Regions from separate parts of the Mus musculus genome. Here region 2 is linked to region 1. A link is a contact called in public promoter capture Hi-C data. All regions are on one chromosome and are shown on one strand. The core of a region is the stretch at or near the end of the contact, and the rest is flanking DNA. Distances in the headings are between cores, read along the strand shown. Region 1 holds the start of Kctd9 (potassium channel tetramerisation domain containing 9). Region 2 holds the start of Ccar2 (cell cycle activator and apoptosis regulator 2).

The links. Promoter capture Hi-C pulls out the DNA fragments that hold promoters and counts their contacts.
Region 2: a promoter capture Hi-C map of liver shows a contact between it and region 1, with 4 times the contacts expected there. The contact joins the promoter of Ccar2 here to the promoter of Kctd9 in region 1. A contact is called at or near these places in 4 of 39 promoter capture datasets (cranial neural crest, liver, pre-B cells and 1 more).

The regions. Positions count from the first base shown.
Region 1 is chr14:67,714,798-67,718,238 of GRCm38.p6, reverse strand. Kctd9 (potassium channel tetramerisation domain containing 9) reads right to left here and starts at 2,141. Exons shown (of 12, transcript NM_001111028.1): 1 at 1,855-2,141. The coding sequence starts at 1,902. It overlaps Cdca2 (cell division cycle associated 2), which reads left to right and starts at 2,629. Exons shown (of 15, transcript NM_001110162.1): 1 at 2,629-3,015; 2 at 3,234-3,297; 3 at 3,383-3,441. The coding sequence starts at 3,234.
Region 2 is chr14:70,152,495-70,155,669 of GRCm38.p6, reverse strand. It overlaps Ccar2 (cell cycle activator and apoptosis regulator 2), which reads left to right and starts at 1,879. Exons shown (of 21, transcript NM_146055.3): 1 at 1,879-2,043; 2 at 2,913-3,006. The coding sequence starts at 2,949. 9930012K11Rik (RIKEN cDNA 9930012K11 gene) reads left to right here. Exons shown (of 7, transcript NM_001112735.1): 7 at 394-1,265. The coding sequence ends at 502.

The DNA of each region.
Region 1 (3,441 bases), core at 892-3,391:
AAAATATCAGCTCTTTCATCAACATTAAAAGCACGAATCAGTTACACAAATCAAAAGTGCATGTTGGTAACTTGATGTATGGTGATGAAATCTGTGCCTTTCTATATCACAGCCCATAGCCCAAAGGCCACAAAGCCAAGCATTCAAAAAACTTATTCTCCTGACTAGGGCATTAAAAATAGACACCAGGTAAGTAAAGAGACAAGCTAAATGATATATTCTACTTTAGAGACAGGAAACCAAACTATCTCAGAGTAGCACTGCATTTGGGAATATTTTAACGAGCGTCCATGTCATGTTTATGCCAGTCCTGATTAGATATAGGGACTATGCATACACTACATATCCACATACATAAATGCAGGTGGTATGTATTGTGATCTTTTCAAATAAAAGTCATTTTAGTATTATTTCCACCTTCTGAAAGGAGAGGAAACAGCCTTGCAACATGTTCTCTAGCTTAGGACATGGTGGGACATAGTTTTTTTAAAAATATTAAATGTTAATATTCTTCGGCTCAGTCCTATGATCATTGTAATGCATATGTGCCCATACTCATTTGAGAAGTACTTTCCCCAATCTTCGGAGATTCTCAACATTTTTTTACTAAGTAAATAAAATTAACCTGGAAACTCACAGACAAAACCAAAGTTTTTAAAAATTTAAATAATATACCCAGAGCAAGCCACTCAGTTTTACAGTGACAATAGCATACAGTGAACTCAGAAGAGATTTAGAGCAGAGCTGAGCACTTATGAGGAACTCTGATCACTTCGACTTCAGGGAGTCACACAAGAGTCGACACTGGTGAAAAGTGCTTATCAATACGACTGTTAACACTGGGCACACTAAATCTCTCAATAAAAACCGACACAGTCTACTAGCCAACTACAGCGTGGCCCAGGAACAGCTGATGATCAGAAGTGACAGCCTTTTTAGCCTGTATTTCTGAAGCACTGGCTGAGCTTATGTGGCTACTATTTTTGTGTGAATATCCAATCTTTAAGAAAATAAAATCGCAGAGCACAAACCCCACTGTGGATCAGATTTCCAGAATCTGTTTATTCAAAACTGCAGAGTGGTTGAAGGACATCGCTCCCCTACCCCTCATCACCCCCTTCCCCCGCACCACTTTAATGCCCTTGAATAGTTAGTTCTGCTATGTATACGCGGGGCAATCAGAGTATTCTGGTCAATTACAGAGTGGAGCCAATGTACCTTGAACTGAAACTTTAAAAGGGTTCATTACTTTTGAGACTTTAATCAGGCTTAGGTATGTGTGGGGCAGTCATTTAACCACACATTACTAGTCCGCCAGAAACAGCCAACATTTTCCAAAGAATAACTTTCAAGGGTGGGGCAAGAGGCAGCTGCAACATCGGAAAAATATTTAGCACCACGCCCTCCACAGAGGCCTAAATGCAGCTAAGGCTACTGTCAAATCAAGTCATTCCGAAGGTCTGCTGTCACTGTCCTCTAAGGAATCAAAAACAAGGCGGCACAGTAAAACATGTATAAAAGTTTGCACGGTGGCGGGGCAAGGGGCCCGGGGCACCTTGAGAGAGAAGGAAAGTGGTTCAGACCAGGTCCACATTCTGAGGATGTCACTCGACTGTCCCCTGGAGTTTTCTTCTCCCGACCTGGCCAGGGTCACCCGCCTCCATGATCACTGCCTCCTCCCCGGGCAGAGCATTACTCAGCACCGATAAGGACAGGAAGGCGCAGCGGGAAGGTGGGAGGGGACCTCGGCCAGCTGCTCAGGTGACAGTGGCGCCTCGGAGCCCCGCCGGCAGAGCAGCCCCGGGCTGTCGGAGGCTGCGGGGGTCCCCGGGTCGCGCCCCCGCTACCGCTTACCTTGCCGTTGCTCGGGCTGCCGTTCAAGAACAGCGTGACCCGCCGCATCGCGCCGCCCGCGCCGGGTCCTGAGGGAGCCGCCACCCTCGCTCCCGGCCCGCCACCCGCCGCGCTCCGCGCCCGCGAGACCCCTCCCGCCTCCCACCCGGACTCTCCGCCCTTCGCCACCTTCCTGGTCGGCCCCACACTCCTCACGCACGCACCCTCAGTCCCACACCCCGGGGTTGGCCGATCCTCCTTCCCACCCCGCCCCTAGGCTCCTCAGCCTGCTAGCGGCCCTTCCCCCCAACCGCGCCCAGACCGACGCTGAGCTGCGCCAATCAACACGCTGTACCGGCCAGTATTTAGCCAATCAGAGTCCGGCTGGGGGGTGGGCTCAGAGTAACACTAGACGGCGGTGGAAGGAAAGAGAGGCTGAGGGCTGGTTGACGGAATGGAGTATCAGCGAATCAGAGAAGAACCTACTGGGCAAAGGGCCGCTCTAAGCGTTACTGAGCAGGCGCACGTTGGAGTGTAGGAGTGCTCATTTGCATAAAGAGACTGGGTCTAAGGAAGAGGCGGGACGCCGAAGTCCCATAGACCAATCAGCTCCTCGCTAGGCTTTTGCCCCTTCTACTGTACCCACCCACCGAGGTAACGGTTGGTATCGGGATTGGCTAATAGGGTAAACTAGCCATCCGGCGGTTCTGTCTCGATTGGTCTAGTGATTCATTTTCGAAGTTTCCAGCAGCCAATCCAAGGTTTGGGGTGGCATTTGAAGTGTTGCTCCGCGGAACTCACTGGTAGACCCCAGGACACCTTTTTGCTGCAGCTCTGTCTCGCCAGGGTCATTTAGGGCTGGCCGTGTTTTTTCCGGGATCCACGGAGGTCTCCCTGCGCCGTTCGAAAGCACGAGGGTGAGGCCCGGAGGGAGCGGTACCCACGTCACACGTGGTCCACGGCTCGTGGGTATCCCTCCGCGGGGGCGTGGCCGCGGTTTGAATTTGCTGGCGGGCAAGTGAAGCTTGACCGCTTCGGCCGGACGTGGTGTGTCTGGTGTGCAGCGGCCGGCAGGAGGCCAGCCCGGCTCCCTTCCCCGGCCTCTGGTGCTCTCTGAAACGGAGCCTCCGCGACGCTTGTCGTAGTCGTCCGAGGGAACGCGCAGGGTCCTGGGCGGGAGAGGTAGGCCTGCTATCCGGCCGGGGTTCAGGGATGCAAAGCCCTGATAAATCAGTTCGGTCCGCTTTGTTTAGTCAATAGTACCTCCCGCCGTTTCTTTAATCAGAACGCCCCAGCCTGTGGTCCCCTGGTATTGATTGCCTTAGAGTTCTGTCACATTGTTTTTGGCTTATAGTGAGGTTATTTTTCACATTTTTTTCTCTAACTTCCTCATCTTTTAGATGGATGCGAGTTCACACGACAAGCCTCTCTCTGAATCCAAGGAGTGTGTCCTTAATAATTCTGGTATGTGGTGACCTGTTGCCCTCGTTAGATGGAAGATTTGAGTGTTTTGATGTATTAACACCCCCAATGTGCTGTCCGTTTTCAGAAAATGACGTTTTTAGATTGGGAACTGAACCGTTTGTGACTCCTCAGAAGCATGTAGCA
Region 2 (3,175 bases), core at 630-3,129, 2.4 Mb before region 1:
CTACAGAGTGAGTTCCAGGGCAGCCAGGGCTACACAGAGAAACCCTGACTTGAAAAAAAACAAAACAAAACAAAACAACCCCCCCAAAAAAAACCCAACTAAACAAAAATATGCCCTATTTGTTGGTGAAGAGACAGAAGATGACATGAGATTGGGAACAGTGGCTTTCCCGAAGCCACTACCAGATTGTGGGCGGCATGTTCATCCTCACGTGTCAAGCCCTCACTCCTTACCACTGAAATTTAGGGGCTGGTAAGGTAGACACACAGGCAAAGTATTTTACTGTAGGTGAAGTCTGTCTGTCATGGTTGGCAGCTTCTCCTCAGGAGGTATGCAAAGCTTCTTGTCTGTTTTCTTTCTCTTCTTGTCTAACTTTCCTTTGCTTTTCTATAGGATGGAGTTTAGAAACCTCTCTGACAGGACTCCGTGCCATTCCCAACGGAAGACCTTTATACCAGCATTGGTGGTTAAGAAGCCACGAGCAAAAAATCTTTCTGTATGACCTCTTGGTGTACCTGGTGACCTTGGGAAGAAGTCCCTCACATTTTGGCTTACTGCTGCTTCTCTGCACTGCCAAGAAAAGCTATTGGTGCTTGCTCCTCTTCAAGGTGAAGGCCAAATCCATCTCTAAGCATCGAAGCAAGGAGCCCTGGATCCCCAAGAGGTTCCTGAGTGCAGTTCCAGCACTCTTCCAGGGCTCTTCCTCCTCATCAGAAATCTCTGGGCTTAGGCAATGTGAATTGACTTATTTATCAGGTGCTCATAGAGCATGTTTAGTATGGGAGTGTGTCAGCATGTTGCAGATGTAAGTTTATGCAATCTTTGTTGGACTTCCGTCTGCCCCATCTGATGGAATCATTCGTCCAAAGGGTTGGTGTTTGGGGTGTCACTGGAAGGATGGCACCGATCTTCATTCCACAATGAACAGTTACTAATGTGGACTTCTAATGTCTTCCTCATACCTGAGACGGCAGCCCTAGGACCAAGAACAACATTGCCTTGGGTACCTTTGTAGTGAGTCACGGCTCTGGAGTACAGCCCCTGAAGGCTGAATGAGGGATGGGGGGAAGGTCAAGAACATTGAGAGGAACAACACATAACTTGCAAGGTCAACTCTAAGATGCTGTGTTCTATCCTGGAGTTTAACCATAGCGAAGTCTCTTAATTTCTGAGCCACAGCTTCCTACTTGGGACCATGATACCCACCTTACCTACCTCATAAGCTTGTTAGGAGGATGAAGTAACATTAAACATTCTCAATGTGTGCTGTGACTGTTAAATGACCTGGGAAGGGTGTGATGCTGGAGGCAAACAGGAGTGGGGAGATGGGAGGCCAGAAGTTAAAGGAAGGTGTGTGTGTGTTCACTGTTAATAGTTGTGAAAATAGCCACATTTCTGGCAAGATTTTGGATAGAGCCACTTCATTAAGATCGTGTACGTTTCATATTTGAGAGTCTGGGTATAGATTTCGGATATGCTTACCCCTTGCTGATGGTGCAGTCAAGAAAAGGACAGGAATAGGGATGGGGGTGGGGTGGGGTGGTCATTGGCTTTAGTCAGAAGACTATCCCCTGGAAATGGACCCCCAGTAGGCACGCTCCTCCTCTAGCCAATGGAGGCCCTGCTTCTTTTGTTGCTGTAGTCTTGGGGGTTAGTAGAGCACAGCAGGGTGTGTAAGTGGTAGTCCCCTTCCTTGTGTTTGTGGGAGTGGGTCCAGTTCCAGTCATTTTGAGACCTGGAACCAATGGTTCGAGCTTACTTTTCTGATGGGACACTTGAGAGAGGACACCACCGAGCTCGGCTTCCGAAGGCATTATCGGATCTGGGAAGGCGCACTTCCGTTCCACAGTTGGAGCGGGATGGCAGGCTGGTGTGGGGGAAGGGAGAGGTCGATGGAGAAGAGGGAGGTACCATATCCGGGAGAGTGGCAGCTTCCGACCAGTGGTCTCTCTTCCGGAGAGGCGTTTCCGGTGGTGGTGGCAGCGGCGGCTGCGGTGGTTCCGGGTGTCTTTGTCCCCCTGGTGTCGTGGCCCTGGCCCGCAGGTGGGTTGGGGGCCTCCTGCTGCGCCCCCGCCTCTCCGTCTCTCTCGGGTGGCGAGGCTGCGGGGTCCGAACGGCGAAGATGCGCCAGTCGCGGAAAGAGCCGAGCCCCTCTGGACTGCAAGCTCCGTCGCCCTGGCAACGGCCTCGGCCCTGGGGGCGGGCGGGAGGAGGAGAAACCTCGCGCCGTGAACCTCCCACGGTGGCTTCTCGGTGGCCCGGCCCGGAAAGCTCTGCGCAGGCGGCTGCGGAGGCCGGAGCCTAGGGTCGGGACCTAGGAGGAGGGAGCGGCGTGCAGGCCGCTTGGCGAGGGCCGGCTGGACAGCTCCCTTCCCACCAGCGGGTCCTAAAGACGCCTGGCGGGCTTCCGGGGAGAGGGCCCGCATCACCAACCCGCTACTCGCACCTTTTATTTTTATTTTTTGCCCCGGCCCTGCGTGGAGTGTTCTGGCGGATGTTTTTGAATGAATGAATGTCACCGGAGCTCTTCCAGCCCCTCACTCCTCCAGCTTCTCTAAGGGGTGCCAGTGACATAGTGAAAGGAGTGCTAAGTTGTTGGGAGACCTGGGTGTGAGTCCCACTCTGTCACTACCTGGTTTTGTGGCCTTGGGCAAGTCTCCGGATCTCAAAGCTCCAGTTTCCTTGTCTGTAAACCAGCATGTCACTAGCACCCACCACTAGGTTATTGTGAGAACAAACTGGAGTAACGTTACTACCAATTTCATCTCCTCTACATCCTCTCCATTCTTCCATTTTAGGACCCACCTCTTCACCTTAAAAGCTTTACTTAAGATTTTCTATCCCCCCTCCCCCTCCCCAATAGATGGAAGTTTTCCATTGGAGCTGCTAACTTCTTTCTGTTTTGATTGAAGGTTTCCCCCCAAGACCTTGAAAGGACAGTATTCCAAATGTCCCAGTTTAAGCGGCAGAGGATCAACCCACTTCCAGGGGGACGCAACTTCTCAGGTGCTTAACTCCTTACTGGTTACACTCAGAACATGCTCGAGACTCAGTTTCAAAAACTATGGCTCTTGGGTGTTTTTCTGAATGTCTGAGTAGCTGATTGGAGCCACCTAGACCTCTGGGTTTATAAGATCCTCTGGCTATCTTCTAGTGCTTCGGGTAGTAGGTGCAA